Linked DNA regions of Mus musculus: regions 1 and 2 are each linked to region 3. A link is a contact called in public Hi-C and promoter capture Hi-C data. All regions are on one chromosome and are shown on one strand. Each heading gives the region's core, a stretch centred on a gene start, on an enhancer-like site or on the middle of the called end of the contact. The rest is flanking DNA. Distances are from core to core; before and after follow the strand shown.

The links. Hi-C and Micro-C count contacts between places; a contact is called where the count stands out from the background. Capture Hi-C pulls out chosen DNA fragments and counts their contacts.
Region 1: a contact with region 3 is called in a promoter capture Hi-C map of pancreatic islet. The contact joins the promoter of Lrriq4 here to the promoter of Gpr160 in region 3. A contact is called at or near these places in 5 of 39 promoter capture datasets (cranial neural crest, embryonic stem cells, hematopoietic stem and progenitor cells and 2 more), 3 of 484 Hi-C or Micro-C datasets (LSK cells, embryonic stem cells and rod photoreceptor), 2 of 115 datasets of contacts at active chromatin or transcription factors (embryonic stem cells and microglia) and 2 of 9 other capture datasets (adipose tissue and pancreatic islet).
Region 2: a Hi-C map of embryonic stem cells shows a contact between it and region 3, with 2.6 times the contacts expected there. The contact joins the enhancer-like site here to the promoter of Gpr160 in region 3. A contact is called at or near these places in 3 of 39 promoter capture datasets (fetal liver and liver), 3 of 484 Hi-C or Micro-C datasets (embryonic stem cells and liver) and 2 of 115 datasets of contacts at active chromatin or transcription factors (embryonic stem cells and kidney).

Annotation. Positions count from the first base shown.
Region 1 is chr3:30,646,199-30,649,952 of GRCm38.p6, forward strand. Lrriq4 (leucine-rich repeats and IQ motif containing 4) reads left to right here and starts at 1,771. Exons shown (of 6, transcript NM_001290510.2): 1 at 1,771-2,062; 2 at 3,707-3,754. The coding sequence starts at 2,028. Lrrc34 (leucine rich repeat containing 34) reads right to left here and starts at 1,620. Exons shown (of 11, transcript NM_027941.1): 1 at 1,472-1,620.
Region 2 is chr3:30,722,573-30,725,987 of GRCm38.p6, forward strand. No RefSeq gene overlaps it. Among named protein-coding and RNA genes, the nearest start is that of Samd7, 22 kb to the right of the region's middle. Within about 2 kb of position 2,064, at least 15 of the 459 cell types and tissues checked have an H3K27ac peak or open chromatin away from gene starts, as enhancers often do. A contact at or near this core is called in embryonic stem cells, where this site is marked.
Region 3 is chr3:30,854,677-30,858,538 of GRCm38.p6, forward strand. Gpr160 (G protein-coupled receptor 160) reads left to right here and starts at 1,274. Exons shown (of 4, transcript NM_001134385.2): 1 at 1,274-1,569. It overlaps Gm42199 (a long non-coding RNA gene), which reads right to left and starts at 1,133. Exons shown (of 3, transcript XR_880730.3): 1 at 943-1,133.

The DNA.
Region 1 (3,754 bases), core at 521-3,020, 210 kb before region 3:
AGTTCCACTACTTTAAACTGTTACCTTTCCTTTCTTTTCTTCTTCTAAACACAGGGTCTCGCTGTGTTCTTCAGAATGGCCTTGAACTCACAGTCATCCTTCCCCGGCTACACAGGTATCGGGGATCACAGGTGTGTGCTAGCACACCTGGCTCCAATATTACTTTAAAGACATTTCTTGTGAACTCTGGGTCCTCCATAATGGAAGCCATGTTCTTACTCTTGTAAAACACTCATGCTACTGGCTTGATTATTCTACTTTCTGTGTACATGTATTTCAGAATACACTCTGCCACCTCACACTTTAAGTAGCCTGGCTTCTTAGATGCCAGCTGCTTCTCTAAATTTCTATATTTTAAAAGCATCCACTGCTGAGTGGCCATCTACACTCTAAGAGTTTACCACTCAAAGCTGCAGACCAAGACCTAAGATCTGCTATATTTAAGCTGAAAGGAAATGAACTTTTCTTATAATTTTTAAAATAGTTATTTTAAGTTTATTTGTGTTTGTATGTGTGTGAGAGAGATACACCAGGACTTAGGATATTTATAATATTTAGGTTCTGCTGAGCTTCGGAAGGGGGGATGGGACCTGAATGCCCCATTCTGAGATGTCTGTGGCACTTAGGGAAGGAACATCAACTAAGTGCAGTATTAGCATCCTGGAAACAGATGCTCCTGTGGTTTCTAAACAAAAGCCAGAGCTGGGCGCCTTTCTACTGGCGCCCTTCCTGCCTCAGGCTACTAACTTCTTGGGGGTGGAACACCAGCACTAATGGTGTCTGCCCTTCTAGGGGTCAAAAGCAAAGGCAGGACTTGAGTCTCTCCACGCTGTTTTCTTCAGAGGCCCCGTGACTGAGAAGGCAGCAGTCACACCCATGGGTGGAGGACAAAAGCATACAGTCTTTCCGCAGCCCCGTCCTCCTCTTCCATCAGGCTCCAGGTCAAACTAGCAGTGTCGGTGTTCCCTCCTTTATCATCTTATTTCCCTTATTAATGTCTCTCTGGGCAGTCTCTCCGGCCCCCACAACACACACTTTAAAACAATAGTCTAAAAGTAGTGGCAGGAACTCTGGTTTCTCACAACTGCCCAACAACTCCTGAATATATCCCCAGTCTTATGTTTAATTCGTTAAATTCATGGATGCACTCAAAGTGCACATGGAATTATATATATGAATGGAAATGTCACAATGAAATCCCTTCTTCTATATGATATTTAAAAAAAAATAAGATAAAGTGATTAAAAGAAACTGTGGGTAGTCTAGAAGTGGGAACTCAGAAAAACTCTGAGGAGCTTCTTGCTTATCTGAGGTATTTTCCCGTAACTTCCACAAATTCAGGGGCGCAGAGCCTCCCCTCCCCGCGGCATACCTCCCCCAGACCCTCCTCAAAAAGCAGGAGGGAGGCCAGAGCAAAGCCACTCTCCTCACGAAGACAGGGGACCAGCGTTGGTCAAGGGCGCCTCCATACCTGGGGCTTCTGCAGGCGGGATCCGCTGCCCTTTCCTTCGCCTAGAGCCCGGTGCCCCTTACCCAGCTCGCTTTGCGGACCTCGACCTCTAAAGAGGAAGGCCGCCGTGGCTGAGCTTTTTCAACAGTCTGCCCCTGCTCAGTCCTCACAGGGCTCGGCCCACTACGAGTCCAGTAACCAGAGTCGCTCCCATGGCAACCACAGAAGCTTCCTTTTGGAGAAAGAGGGAAGAGGCGGGGCCACCGTTAAGAGGGCGGGGTACTCTATAACCTCGAGGCCTGAAGTGGGAGGCAGTGATCATCACTTTAAGCCTATCCGCTCTAGGTTACACATTCTGATGGTGGAGCTTCGAGGGTTTAGGAGCCTCATCTGCTGGGCTAGGGACTAGGACTACAAACCCTGGTGACCCAGCCTGTCTCACCTTTTCCGAAGGGCTAAGCTCGGAATCTAATGGTAGAACCTCCAAGTGTGTAGTAGTTTAAAGGATTTTTTTTTTGAAGGGGTAGAGCCCCCTGGAAGAGTTTCCTTGAGAAGGCGACTTCCAGACTAATCTGAGATGGCCTATCCCAGTGCCAAGCTGCAGATGCACAGGTACAGTCAGTACTCAAGAGTATGGAGGCAGGCAAGGTCGTATCCATGTGGAGTCTTCGCATCTTCTTTGTAGTAAGGCTGTGAAGGAATGGGGCAGGATGTTCGGGACCCTTGGATGCTCGGTTGTAGACCCACCGATGATGAATCTAGTCTGGAAGTGGGGTCTGAAATAGTCACAGAAATCTAGGAGAGGTGATAAGTTAAAAGTGAATAACTAAATATGTAAGTCCTTGCCACATAGGCAATTTCCATCCCTCTGCCTCTACTACCAGGAAAGCCCGGGCAAGGCCGAAGTTCTGGGTGGGTACAGGAATTGAGTTTCAAGGTCCTTTCTCCACAGGTAGCATGCTAAAGTGCAGAAATATGTGCATTTACCCCTTGAGTTTCCAGGAAAGTCCCTAAGTTAGCCTCTGCCCCTTTCTGTCTCAGATTCTTTTGAATTAAGAAGGTAGAAGAAAGGAAAGGTTGGAGATGCTGTACCAGTGGGGTGGGAGGGGGAAAGGGGAGGGGGAAGGGGCAGGGGAGGGGTGGAGTGGGGTGTGCTCTGCCTCTGGAGCAAGCAGTACAGCAACTGACTGAGACCAGGATTCTTCTTAGTCCTACCTGCACCATCCCCAAAGGGCTCTTATCGATCAAATATCTAATGGAACCCTGGCTGGTGGGAAAACTCACCCTGCACTTGCGAGTACTCCAGACTAGAGGAGTTGCCCCTCTTGACAACCACGGAACTATTAAAAATTGTTCTCTTTGGTTGGGTTCTCCTGTCCCAGGCATGGTTGGTTTGTTCAGTTAGCTTTTTGTTTGCCTATGGAAGGCTGGCTTCTCTGCCTACCCAGCCTCACCAGACATGACCTTCCACCGGTCTTTTATATACATAGAGAAAAGTGGTTGCTGATCATTAATTTTCATCTCTGATAACTTTATATATAATATATATTATGTATGATATAATTTTTCTCAATGTCTTCTGGGGGTGATGGCAAGAGCTATGACCTTTTGGAACCTTCTAGAACTCATCTGAAACTAAATCAAAATAAGCATCTTAAAAAGTTATTTGTTTTTGTTTTTCTATTGTTTATAAGACGGGGGTCTCACTGTGTATCTCAGGCTGTCCTGGAACTCACTGTGTAGACCAGGTTGGTCTCGAACTCACAAAGACCTACTTGTCTTTGCCTCTCCAGTGTTGGGAACAAGGTGTACAACACTATGTATGCTCATCTGTGAAAAAACAATTATGCAATTTTGGGGGTGAGCTGGCTGGGAGTCCAGGAGCTCCCGAGGACAGGTGAAGGCATGGGATCCTCCTGGAGCCAGAGTTACAGGCAGTTGTGAGCCTCCAGATTTGGGTGTTGGGGTCCCCAACTGGGTTCCTATGCAAGAGCAATAAGTGCTTTTAAAGTATTTTTAAAGGCATTTTTAAGCCTCTAATCAAGCAAGTTTTTGAAGCTGAAATGAGGCCATCTGTGTGTTAACACATGTGCACAAACTTCCTAGAAAGAGTTGCTTACCCTTTAACTCTCAGCCTGACATGATTTTTTTTAGAAAAAAAAAAATCTAAATTTTATGTTGCAGAATAATTTCAGTCATTTAACCTTTGCGCTCCCCTCCCCCCACCTCCCAATCCCCCCTTTCACGGTATTTCAGATTTGACATAATTGACACCTTCAAAACCCTGACCAAGGAACTACTGAG
Region 2 (3,415 bases), core at 814-3,313, 130 kb before region 3:
TATTTTACATGGATGGGAGTTCTGCCTGCATTATGTTGGTGTGCCACATGCATGTAGGGCCCACAGAGGCCAGAAGAGGGCATTGAATCCCCTGGGACTGGAGTTGCAAATGGTAATTACAAAACTACCGCATGGTTGATGGGAATGCAACCCAAGTCCTCTTGAAGAACAGCCAGTGCTCTTAAGTCATCCCTCCACCCTCTTCCATGATGGTCTAAATTGATGAACACAGACGTGCATAGAAGAATATGCTACCTCTGTGGAACTAAATCTTGTGGTATCTGGACATTTTTCCTCAACCAGATTTCTTACACAGACCCTTCCTTTGTCATCCTCTGAACTTTGTTCATCTTATTTGTGCAGAGTGTGTGTGTGTGTGTGCACGGGGGTGGGGGGTGGGGTGCTCACGTATGGAGGTCAGAGGGCAACTTGCAGGAGTCAGCTCTCTCCTTTCATCATGTGAGACCTGGGAATTGAACTCAGGCCAGGAAGGCTTGGTGACAAGTGCTTTAGCTTACTGAGCCATCTTGCTGACCCCATTCGTTTCTTCCTCAGCATCAGTCACCAACATAGAAAGAAGAATTGTCTTCTCTTGGTGACTTTCTGTCTTAATTCATTTTAAAGAGGTCAAACTTGTCCAATTTCAAATGTTTCCTTCTCAGAGAGAGGCAATATTCTGGTCCCACACATGTGAAGCCAGCCACAGGGGGCCTTAGAGCAGCAATTCATATCAGGCCTGCTCACTAAGTTGCCGGATGTTTATAGAGGCTGGTAGGGGGCCAGGATGCTTTAGGGATCTCAGCTGTCTCTTGGCAGGAGAGACAGCTGAGAGCTCCAGGCTCCAGAGGAGGCTGGCAGTCTGGTCCCTTTTATGACAACTGGCCTCTCACCAGGCAAAGGTGGGTGGAGCTGCCCCCCATGGCCGAGATTTTTCTTTCTGCACTACTGCGGAGGGAGAGCGAAGGCCCCAGTGTCCTCAGAAGAAACGGCTATTTTTAAAACATGATTTAATCTTGACCTCATAACTTAAAATCTTTCGGGATAGTTCAGAATGTGCATAACATAGTAAGTCACAGGGTAGACTGTGATTTATGAATATATAAATGTATTCATGTAGATATAATGAAGAGATTCATTCTTCAAATGTGTGTGTGTGTGTGTGTGTGTGTGTGTGTGTGTGTATGTGTGTGTGTGAAATGTGCATGCATAGTTCACAGTGTTGGGAATTGAACTTAGGGCCTCAAACATGCTAGGCAAGAACTCTCTGCAACTCATCTGTATTCTCAGTCCAAAAAGAAAAATGTTTTCTTTTAGGAATTTTTTTAATTAAACATTTGTATCCTACTGGTCTATGAGCTGACCATCTAGTGTCCTTCTCCACAAAAGAACTTTAAAGAGCTTCTTTGGGAAAAACCCAATTTGAAACAGCTTCAAATGGCCAAAGACTAATTAAACGCTATCAGATAAAAATACATGAATGTATAATGAAATTTTGACAATAAATCAATTTGTCATCAGTGAACCAACTCTTTAATATGAAAATGAGACTTTTCTGTGTGCTGTGCTGAGATTGGCTGAGTATCTGGTACTGGGAATACAATCATCAAATATATGTGCTGATGGTACTGGAAGACAGGGGTGGGGAAGGAGAGGGGGTGGTCTGAGAAGTAACTGGGTCTGATGAGCTGTGGCCTCAGCAGGATGTCCCTCGCTCTGGCTTTGTGATGGGTGGATGACACACCCAGCTCCTTTAAATCACACCGCCTCTAGAAGAATGGGTGATATAGAAGCCTAAGGCAGTAAAGTTGATGCTATGAAGGGTCTACTTAAGAGAGTTACGCAAAGGAGAATGCGGCTAAAGGAGTCCTGCCTCCAACAGGACTGGAGACCGCGTTGCATTGCCCAGGCGCTTTAGAAATCTGTATAAAAAAGACAATTCTGTAATATCATTGAAGTTTAGGGTTAACGAGAAAGTTCCTCTAATGTTTGTTCTCCTAGACTGACCTATGATGAGGCTCCATTCCCTTAACAAAAAGAGACAGCCCTGACTTACAGCCAGCCATCAGGGCCATCTCCATATCAAAGAGCATGACTCTAAGCAGTAGCCCAAGAAAGGCTCCTCAGGGTCACAGTCACCTTTAACTCCCCAATGGCCATTAAGTCAGAAGGAGCCAGTGAAAACTACTCGGAAAACGCCTCTGGTGTTTCAGAGATAATTCTGTCAATACCCTTTCTGTGTCCATCTCCCATCAGCCCAAGTGGCCAGACTTGCAGTCTCCTGTCTCTGTCCAACTGTTTAAAGTGTGGCCTGGGACTGAGACCAGAAAGAGGGTTAAGGGTTAAGAGCATATATGGATTGCACAAGCTTACAGTGTATCTACGTTCATGAGATTGTCTTTTTAATTTTTAAAGAATTATTTATTTTAGGTACATGAGTACACTGTAGCTGTCGTCAGACACACCAGAAGAGGGCATCAGATCCCTTTACAAATGGCTATGAGCCACCATGTGGTTGCTGGAAATTGAACTCAGGACCTCTTAACCCTTAAGCCATCTACTCAAGGCCAGCTCCTCTGGCGTTAGCCAGAGCCAGACATATGCTATTTACAGAGGTTAGCAGCAGAAGGGGATGCGGACAGCTATGAATACCAGAGCGGTTTCTCTTTCCCCACAGACATGGGTACTGAAGCCTGAAATATCGGTCTCTCAAATGAAGTAAGATCCAAACTAATCAGATCAAGCACGGAAATCTATTAGCTAGGTCTGGGGAAAATGTAAGGGCCTGAGGCATGTGTTCAGAACATCACGGGGCTACCACAAGTAAAATCGGACTTCAGAAGACTCGTTGGAAAGATGACCTGCTTTAACTGCATTTCAAGGAAAAAGAGGAAGAAAGAGAAAAGGAAAAAAACAAAACACAAGGGTTTAAAAGAAACTCAAGAAACATACACCAACGGTAAATCACAGACATTTTTGTGGGATCCTCATCCAAACAAACCAGTTTTATTAAAAACAATACGAGGAGCTGGAGAGACGGCTCAGTGGTTAGGAGCGATAGGCTGCTCTTGCAAGGGACTTAAGTTTAGCTCCCAGCATCCACACTGGGGTCACGAGCACCTGTTAACTCCAACTCTGAGGATACAGCGCCCTCCTCTGGCAGCGCCTGACACCCTCTCCCCTGCAAATGGCTGTGTATATTCACAAAGCCATACACACACATAAATACAAATAAGTCTTTAAAAGTAAAACAAAGTGTCTCTAGCTGCATATGTATCAGAAGATGGCTTAGTTGTCCATCATTGGGAAGAGAGGCCCCTTGGTCTTGCAAACTTTATATGCCCCAGTACAGGGGAATGCCAGGGCCAAGAAGTGGGAGTGGGTGGATAGGGGAGTGGGGAGTGGGGTATGGGGGACT
Region 3 (3,862 bases), core at 24-2,523:
GGGATGGAAGAAGAGAGTGGGCTCAGCCTCCTGGACCATTGAGAAAGGCACTGGGAGAGTGTAGGCTGGCTCCTAGGAGCTACCGCTCCAGCCCTCTTCTAGCAAGGCACCACTCCACCGAAGGATGGCACTGCCTGCTCTGTCAAGCCTAGCAGGCAAGGTTGTTGTACAGTTAGTTAGTTTAGAGAGATGTATGGCTGGCTCTGTTTGATGTTCACACTCCAGAGATGGTGGCTGCTGTTTTTTTTAGACCCATGAACTAACTGCATACCTACTATTGTTCCTTCCCTCCTTCTCCACAAAAGGGATTCCCCCAGCCATTTCTGGCAATCTTCCATCTCTGCCCCTGGGGAGCTCTGGGCTGAAGCACCTCACAACCTCACTGGATTTCATCATTTCTCCTTTCTTCCAGGATGTTTCCTCTGAGCTGGGAGATGGGCACACCCCAGTTCCCCTTACAGCCCATATTTAACAGCCAGGGTACCTTTACTGCCCTGTCAGGCCATTTCTGAGTTCCTGGCAAGGTCAGTTCAGCCCCAGCGGGAGGTGGAAAGGCCTAGACTACAATTCCACTCATGGATCCCCTTAGAGAGCAGTGGGAAACAAGCAAGCTTGCCATGTGCTAAATGTTTAAATAACTAACAGGCCATAGGCTCTCAACAAATATTTGCTGAGTTAATACAGGCCGGCAAAGAAAGAAATGCAATATATGTTATCGCAGACTTTAATTTTGAAAAATCAGAATTTATAGTGCACTAAGGTAACTGCTTAGTGGCTCAAGTCTTGTGGTCTTGGGAGCATATTCGTCTGCAGACTGAAAGGTAAACTTGAGAAACTAGCTACAGAGCAAGAGGTGGTGGGTGACACAACGGCAGTTAGGAGCATTTCAAACTGGGATTAGATCCTCAAAGCCTGACACACTAGGAAAGAGTTTCCCCTCACCCTGCAACTCCTGCAATCTTCTGCCTACTCAGTCGGTCAACTCGGTCGCCTCTTGTCGCCCAACCCGCAGGGGGCGTCCTACGCACTGTCAACTCGGAAGTGCCCGCATGCAAGCTGTTTTTTCCAGTATGAGCTAGATGGAAGACCACAGTGTGGAGTCACGCACCTTACCCTGAGCAGTCTGGGCCTGACTACTGAAAGAAAAGAAGAGCATCCGGATTACTCCCGCAGTAACCAAAGACAGGAGGCGGGGCGGGGCGAGCGGAGGTGAGCCTCGCGTGGCCCCGCCCCTCGAGGGGACTCACCTGGGGCGGGCGGGGCGTGGGTGGGCGGGGCGAGCGGAGGTGAGCGACGCGCGGACCTGCCGCTCAGGCAGTTACGGAGGTTGGTGGCTTTTGGCTACTCACGCTACGCCAGGGACTGAGGAGTGCCAGCTGAGGTGAGCGCACGACTCGTGGAGGCCACTGGCCGGTCGCGTCGCGACGAGGCTTCCCTTCCTAGGACTCGGGGTGACGCTGCGGTGCGGAGCGGGAAGCCACCGCCGACGTCTGTGGCGGACGAGGGCAGTGTCCCACGGGCGCCCGGTTCCCCCGGGGCGGCTCCCAGCCTTCTGCAGCAGGCAGAGAGGTGAGGTGGGTGTGTGGCGTTCCTCGCGGACTTCCCGGCACTTGCGGGCACTTGCAGGGCGGTTGAACCCTGCCCGGGCGCACCGGGTCACTGCTGCTCTGCAAGGGCGGTTGGTACTGGAGCGGGGCGGCTGGCTCGGGGACCCGCCCTGGGGAGCGAGGCTTAAGCAACTTCTCTCCTTCTGCGGTGGTGGCCAAACGGTGGCAACCCTCCACCATGTCCCTGTTCCCCTTCGTCTCCAACTTGTGCAAATGATCTGATTAGGGCGTTGTTCCTTAGATCCCAGAGGTAGATCATGCCCACAGTGACAGAGGACACGCGAAAAGTGGTGCTTTATATTTATGAATGTATGCTAGCACATATTGGCATGACCTATACCTAGCATTTCCTTGTGAGTCAAGTTTTTAAGTTAACAGGTTACCTCCTATGAGAATGCCAAGTAAAATGAGAGCCCTAACAGCAAAACTTGTGGAACTTGACTGTGCCCTGGTTTTGGAATGTTCTGGATTTTGAGGAAATATTTTTAGTTTTTGAAAGGGTATCATAATTACATTTTACCATTTTAAAACATTTCTCTCTGTGTGTCTGTCTGTGTTCTGTCTTCCTGTGTGCACACACGTAAAAGAGGACAGCTTTCAGGAATAGTCTCCTCGTGTGTCAGTAGTTGCATCTCAGGTATTCTGACTTCTGGCAAGAGTCCTTAGCCCCTGTGCCATTTTGGCTGGCTCCATAATTAGATTACTTAAAAAACTGATCTTTTAGAATAACTGACTGAAGTTAAAATGTAAACTGAGGATTTGTTTCATTTTGGGGGTCTGGAGCACACTGGGCTATGAGAGATTGACAGTCAAAGAGGGATTTTAGGAATGCAAGTCCTTTCTCTGTCTAGTTTTGCAATTGTTTGATATTTCCCTTTAAAAGTTGCAACACTACCTTTTTTTTCCCCCAGAAGGTTAGTCACCACAGGTGATTCTAGTTTCAGATTCTATATCATATATAATTATGTTTCATAAATTGGATGTGAATACTGCCTCATCAGACTGATCAGAAAGGTCACAGTTTCTGCCCCGCCTCCCTCTAACACACACAAGAAGGCACACGGCACACGTGTATGTTAAATAGATTGAGTGGATGCTGGCTCAGCTTTTTTCACACACACACACACACACACACACACACACACACACACAGAGAGAGAGAGAGAGAGAGAGAGAGAGAGAGAGAGAGAGAGAGAGAGAGAGAGAGAGAGAGAACAAACAAACAGGGTTAGGTTGCCTCCAGTCAGGCAGTTTTGTATCAAATGTGTTAGCACTTTTTCCAATGGCTCAAATCCCTTCTAAGTTATACTCAGCAGAAAAACAGGCCCAGGCTTCCGGTGTGGCTCAGCAGTAGAGCATTTGCCTGACATGCTCCAGGGCCTGGGTTGGGTCTCCAGGACCCCTCAGCTCCCCAAAAGAGACCAGAGTGAACATTCATATGGTCTGCTTGTATTGTCATATGTGCCTCTGTAATATTCTGTATGTCAAAAGTTTATTCAATGATGACGACAGCCTAAAATGAACGGGGATGTACTTAATCCTTGAAAAAAGATCTGTATTGTTTTCTATATTTACTCCACTTTGCTTCCAGGATCATGAAACAAATACCCAGCAAAGAGCTGACTCCTGCAGTGTCTCATGGTCCACACCATGCTTTTCTTTTTATCTGTGTGGAGAGATATTTGTGTTCATCTAACTTAGTTCTTTTGCTTTGAGTTTTAACCTGTAACTCTTAGTATGTTCTATCATGTTTGCCTGGCAGACTGTGAAAGTCTAAGGTTCCCAAGAGGGAAGAGTTGAAGTCTGGGAAAACAAAGAAAGGGATACAGACTCCTGAAAGATAAACCTATGTACTAAGTAACTTCACTGCAACTGAACGTGATATTCCTTTTTGTTTAAAGAAAGGCACCACATAACACCCTGCCTATGACAACTGACTGGTGAAGTGTTAGAAAAATCGCCTCAAAGGGAAATATGAGACAGCTTATTCTTAAGTCAAATGAATGACCATGGCCTAGGAAAACATTCAGGTTGGCCCAAATCACACATTCCAATGTGATAATTGTCTCATAATGATTTTTATAGTTATAGAACAATAAAGTCATAAAGCAAACCATTTAAAAATATACATTGATGGAAACATGAAGAAGGCCATCACAGCAAAGAGGCAAAAGCTTTGCTGTGGTTCTCAGATACTGTCTGATATGTCCTTAGCTCTTGAGTGGTGGAAGCTAGTGGTCCTACTAAGTTAATGC